Linked DNA regions of Rattus norvegicus: region 2 is linked to region 1. Evidence: chromatin contacts called from public Hi-C data. All regions are on one chromosome and are shown on one strand. Each heading gives the region's core, a stretch centred on a gene start, on an enhancer-like site or on the middle of the called end of the contact. The rest is flanking DNA. Distances are from core to core; before and after follow the strand shown.

Region 1 (2,928 bases), core at 137-2,636:
AGAAGAAAGTTACCCCCCCCCCCCCCCCGCCTTAAAATACACAAATGTGTAATTTTATGCTTAACAAGCCAAACTCTTCAGACAAACGGCTTGCCCAGTAATTATTCTTGACATAGTTATATTCTAGATTTTTTTAGCTCACATGTCAAGTCAAATAAAATGTAATTAAATAAAAATGTAGATTTTTTTAAAATAAAGAAAACAGCAAAATAGTTCGTTTGTTGTGATTCGCCCTATCCGGATTTACCATGCAAAAAGGATCTGATGTTTAACTATAGACAACCTCGTCCGATTTTGGCTATGCATAAAACAGGATTTCATAATATAGCCATGTTATGAGGTTATGTTGACTGTTAATGATCTTAGTCTATGCCATTACCCTCTAAATCCTGGTGATGTTTAGAACTGCATTTTTTTACTCAAGGCATTGAAAAAAGGAGAAATGTGCCTGTATTTAAAGATGTAGCACGGCAATTAGCATGTTGAAGTAAAAGTAAGGCTTAAAAATTAAGCCTCATTTATGTAACAAATCATACTTAAAAACCAAAAACCACCGTATATGCTTTTCTAGCTAAGACTTTTCAGTCTGTTGTAAACAGTGTCAGCTAAATGACTATGTTCAAACTGTCTCTTATGAGGTGGTAATTAGGGGTGTGAGCTCTATTCTTATTCCTGAGGATACAGAAGTTGTAATCGCGTCATTCTCTGCAATGGAGCAGTAGGTGGTGTCTTGAAAAAGGACTTTTTCTCCCGTCGAGGAAGTGGTCGGGCCTACACACTACACAGACAACTTGGTCGAGTTTGAAGCTGTAGGAGTCTGGGAAGGCAGCTGAAGACAAGAGCTGCCTGGAGCATTGTTCTTTGGCTCCTAAGGCCTTGGCTTAGTCCATTGCCACCCTGTCTACAAAGTCCTGCTTGCTTTTGTTGTTTCTATCCAAGTCAACAATGCTTTCTAGTATGAACAATATTTGTCTGCTTTTTATTACATTTTCTTTTGAAATTCATTAGCTTAGACTGGGGCCACCAGCGGCTTGCCCAACCGGTTTCTCCCCTTCCCCCACGGCTCGCACGTCCTGCGGGTCCGCGGTACGGGCGCACACCCTGGCCTGGCGCCGCCGGGCCCCTCTACCTAGCTCGCGGAGCGCGTGCGGGGCCGGCGCTGCAGCCGCGCGGAGTGCCCGCCGGCCAATCGCTGCGGCCCATGCACCGAAGTCAGGGACGCCGGCTCCACACCTACTGTACCGGGAGCGCGCGACGAGAGGGAGGCGCGCGCCTCGCGGGAGGGAACGCGCAGGGAGGCTGGCTGCAGTCGCGGCCTGCGCCTGCGCACTGGGGTTGTTTTTCACAAAGCTGCTCTTAAAGTGAGCTGGCAGCCTCCAGCCGCCCGTCTTTGTAAGGAGACCACTGAGACGAGCAGGAGCGTGGAGCAGCGGCTTCTCTGCTGCCCTGACTTTTTAAGAAATCTCAATGAACTATTTGTAGACAATCACTGATCCTGCCTGCAAGATTTTTTTTTCTTTTGCACGGCAAAGACACCGATCAGTGTTAAGTGAAGATCACATCTTATATGCGATCTTGACTTTTTTTGGTCTTATTATATTTTTATAGATTTTGTTATAATCATGGTGCTGGGAAAGGTAAAGAGTTTGACAATAAGCTTTGACTGTCTTAATGACAGTAATGTCCCCGTGTATTCTAGCGGGGACACTGTCTCAGGAAGGGTAAATTTAGAAGTTACTGGGGAAATCAGAGTAAAATCTCTTAAAATTCATGCAAGAGGACATGCGAAAGTACGCTGGACTGAATCAAGAAACGCCGGCTCCAATACTGCCTATACACAGAATTACACTGAAGAAGTAGAATATTTCAACCATAAAGACATCTTAATTGGGCACGAAAGAGGTAAGTTTTTATATTAGTCACTACATTCTACTTCTGTGCATGAGAACTTTAATCTCCTTTAATGCAGTTCTAGTCGGCAGTTTGATGAAGGTAGCAAACTTAGAAGATGTAGTTTCTCCTTGACGTCCAAGCGTGTTAAGCTGTAATCCATGCAGGCGTCTGCAAAGTGAGTGCAAACTGCACTTAACTTCATCTGTAACCGGCTTCATATCTGCCATACGCACCTTATAACGTGTTCAAATGTGACTCCGTCGTTTTACTGATATTTTCAAATTCATTTGCAAAGACTGCAGTCCAATGTTGGATTTCTCCTTTTATTTTACAATCTTAGATACAGGAAGGAGCACCAATAAAGAACTGTAGTGACATTTTAAGAAGGTTGCTAGATGTATCTGCTTTTGATATTAACGTGCAAACGACTTTAAAGACTTGATTATTGTTCTTTGATAAAGGGTTTCCCTGGCTTATTTTGACATATGGCATCAACACCCCCACGTGTTTTCCCATTTCTCCCAATTCCTTTTAAAATGTACATCAAGCACCATTTATTTTAAAGGATAATATCTATCATTATGCAAACTATTAAGTCAGTTTAGAAGCCATTCCGGGTCAGTACTTTTCTTCTCGGAGCATCATGTCTAACTTTGGAACGTGGATTCAATGAAACCCATGGCAGACAGATGGAATTGAAAAGTATATGGCACATCGGATTTGGTTTTTGGGTACAAGATGAAGATTAAGGCATTGTCAAAGGGACAAGAGGTCCTAAGATTTGCGATCTGTTGTTTAAGTGGCTACAATGTGGAAATATAGGCGACTCCAAGCTTGTTTTTCTAAGTTTCCACCCTTTGTTAGAAGCGGTTCAATCCTGTTTCGGACCAGTTCTGGGGGATGGTGAGGAGGGGCGCTTGTTCTGCTCTCAGCAGATTGGTTACACGCGTCAGGTGGTGGCGATGACTTAATTCCTAGTCCAAGAAGAATATAATGTTAAAACTGGTTATGTAATTTGTGTTTCTTCTTTCTAAT
Region 2 (2,928 bases), core at 296-2,795, 800 kb after region 1:
ACATGTACTTTCAACTGCAACATTTTAATGGACAGCATATCAGATGAGATCTGGAAAAGCTACTCCTTTTGCCCTTCAGATTGCTGAGAACACCCTCATTTCCGAAGACAAATACTTGTTCTTATTGGCCAGCATTTTTGGAACACAGCCAACATTTGTAGCTAACGGCTTCTTTTGTGATAGTTTAATAATAAAATATGCACATATCGTGGCCTCATTGTAAACAAATAAAATACACGATTTTAGTAAGATATAAATAATCATTCAAAAGCTTTGCAGATATCATGTAGAATGTTTCTTTAAAGCAAACAGGTAGCAGCCCTGAAGAAATGCTTGGAATTCATTCTATTCCCCAGAGTCTCCCAAGGAGTCCATGGCCTATTGACATTAAAATAAGAAAAGTAACCCACTTGCAAAAAGAAAGTTGCATCCCATTAACATTCATGAGAACTGAAGAGGTGAAGCCCTACACGTCAAGGACGGAATATATCCTTTGTCTCCCGATGAGAAAATGTCTCCGTGATAAATGGTTACGGACAGCGGTGTCATAGGGGCAAGAGTGCACAGAACAGCTTGGGCAAACTTTTTTCCCAGTTGTCTTTGCCTGGAGTTTACAGCATTGTCCAGCACAGTGCCTAGCCTTTCACACAGGCACCTATTGCAATGTAAGTAAAAACCCCAGTCCTGGTAGACGTACTTTCCAGAACGAACCGACCAAGGAACCAACAAAACAAACAAACAAACAAAACCCATTGGAAAAGGTTTGGAACAGCGTTCCAGTAAAGTGCGGAACATCCGGAGTTCAAGCAGTGTTGACTTAAATGGGTAAGCATTTAGTCAAGTGTAGTGTCCCTAGTCAACACAAATCACCAGGCGCACTGTTAAAATGCCATACATCATTTGCATAAATACCCTACCCCTTCAGCAAATTTCTAATATAAATTAAGTCGGAAGACATGAGGTATTTATTTCACTGACATCAGATAGTGCAACACTAACTACCAAAGACGTCCTGTTGATTTTCAAATCCAACTAGGTTACAAGTCGTTGGTAACCTTGTTGCCTTTGGTGTGCAGCTCTAGGACAAACCCTTCCCTGGCTTGGCTTTAAGTGACTCACTCTGCTCACGTAAGGACCCAAGGTCTGCCTTCATGCTGCTCTAGGGCTCACAGTTTGATTTCCTAAAGCACAGACGTAAACCCAGTGCTTTTGCTTTCCTCTGCCCCACCAAGATGAAAATTACAGACACGGGGCATGAAGAAATGCACAGCGGCCCTCCATTGGCTCCTCCCCATGCATGTCCTCCGCTCCGTACGTTTCTTAGCCCCCTTGCACAATCAGCAGCGGTCCAACTCGGCTCGGCTGCCCCGGAGGGGGCGGGGCTAGAGGCAGGGCTGACTAAAGGTCCCGCCCCCGTCGCATCGGTGCGCCTGCGTGCTGGCGTGGGCCTGCGGTTGGCCGCCAGATTCTGGGTTCCCCGCCCCTGCCCGCGCCCTCGCACCTCCGCCTACTCTACGCGATGACGCACCGCAGGTTTGCGGACGTGGCGGCGGCTGTCGGTGCGGAAGGCGGGGACGGCGGCGACAGCGGCGAAGGCGGCGACAGTGGCAGAAGCGGACCCAGACATCCGAGGACCGGGAGTCGGTCATGAACTTCCCCGGGGCCGCGGCTGTGGTGGCGTACATAACCGTGTCGCCGCGCCCCTGCTAGAAGACAGGTGACAGTGGCTGGGGGGCGGGGCGGGGCACGACGTCGAACGGGGGTCACCGTGGGGCGCCGTCCCTGGTTCGGGGAGGACTCTAACCTCCCGGTTCTGGGCAGCTCTTTCCGGGCCACTCTGTCCCCGTAGCATCTGCTCCGAAGCGTCCCCATCTGATGCTGCAACTTATAAAACAGAGATGTAATTTTTGCGGGGGACGTCCGGAGGAAAAGGAAAAATGAAAATAAAAATAAAAGCGAGTGGAGTAGAACAAGGAGGAAGTTTCGTTGATGCTTTGGTTTAAAATTGACCCTGGTGAATTGGATCGGGGTAATTCTGTCCTAAGTGCTGAACTGGCTTGTGCCCTGTGAGTCTTCTGTTAACTCCCTGCCTAAGGTCAAGACCAAATACCCAGCAGCAATTACTATGTAGCACCTAAGGGTTTAGGGAGTTACTTTCCGGTCTAGACCGGGTGGATGAAAACACACTCACTGTATCCATCGATGAGCACTTTCAGGACATTTGTCAGCGGTGCTGTATGCAACATGTTCTAGTTTTCTGAAGCCATAGATCCCAGAGAGAATTCAGGGAGGAAAAGAGAATTGAGGCTGGTGACTGGTATATTGTGTACTCTAATCTGTGGTAGTTTGTACATGTCAGTACCTGCCTGGGCCAAAGTGTAGCTTGGCACTTGGATTACAGATGAACACAGCCAATTCTTAGTGAGTCAAACATGAGTGTCCAGATTGTTTATTCTGCTTTTCTTTCGTTTTAGAGGAATAGAATGAGATGCAGGAAAATGTCTGGATTCCTAGTTAAGACTCTGGCGACGAAAAGACTGGTATATAAATAGTGTTTCCAATAGCTTCTAGGTATTCTTGAGTAAATTTCAGATACCTGTACTAAGAATGCAAGGGAGAGCGCTTTAGAGGGACAGCATACGTAAGGCAACATAACCCCCTATATGCATTGCTTTCTATGGAATCCTTTCTGCTCATGGACGGCTTGTGAGGATCCGAAACGGATACTTGCAGAGGCTGTACGTGTATTTATGCAGCTTGCTACTGGTTCCACAACACTGACAGATACCCTCTCCATTGAAGATGTGGGGTTCTTTGTTTTGCTGTTTTGTTTTGTTTTTAGAAAAGACCTAGGTAACAAAGTGGAAACAGGTATGTAGGAAACAGGTATGACTAAACGGATACTGAGATGTGAAATGTGGGCTTTCT

The links. A called contact is a pair of places that touch in the nucleus more often than the background predicts.
Region 2: a Hi-C map of liver shows a contact between it and region 1, with 3 times the contacts expected there. The contact joins the promoter of Lysmd3 here to the promoter of Arrdc3 in region 1. A contact is called at or near these places in 2 of 12 Hi-C or Micro-C datasets (liver and mammary epithelial cells).

The regions. Positions count from the first base shown.
Region 1 is chr2:12,871,816-12,874,743 of GRCr8, forward strand. It overlaps Arrdc3 (arrestin domain containing 3), which reads left to right and starts at 1,387. Exons shown (of 8, transcript NM_001007797.2): 1 at 1,387-1,902. The coding sequence starts at 1,623. LOC120100652 (a long non-coding RNA gene) reads right to left here. Exons shown (of 2, transcript XR_005500449.2): 2 at 1,863-2,867.
Region 2 is chr2:13,667,920-13,670,847 of GRCr8, forward strand. Lysmd3 (LysM domain containing 3) reads left to right here and starts at 1,546. Exons shown (of 3, transcript NM_001009698.1): 1 at 1,546-1,717.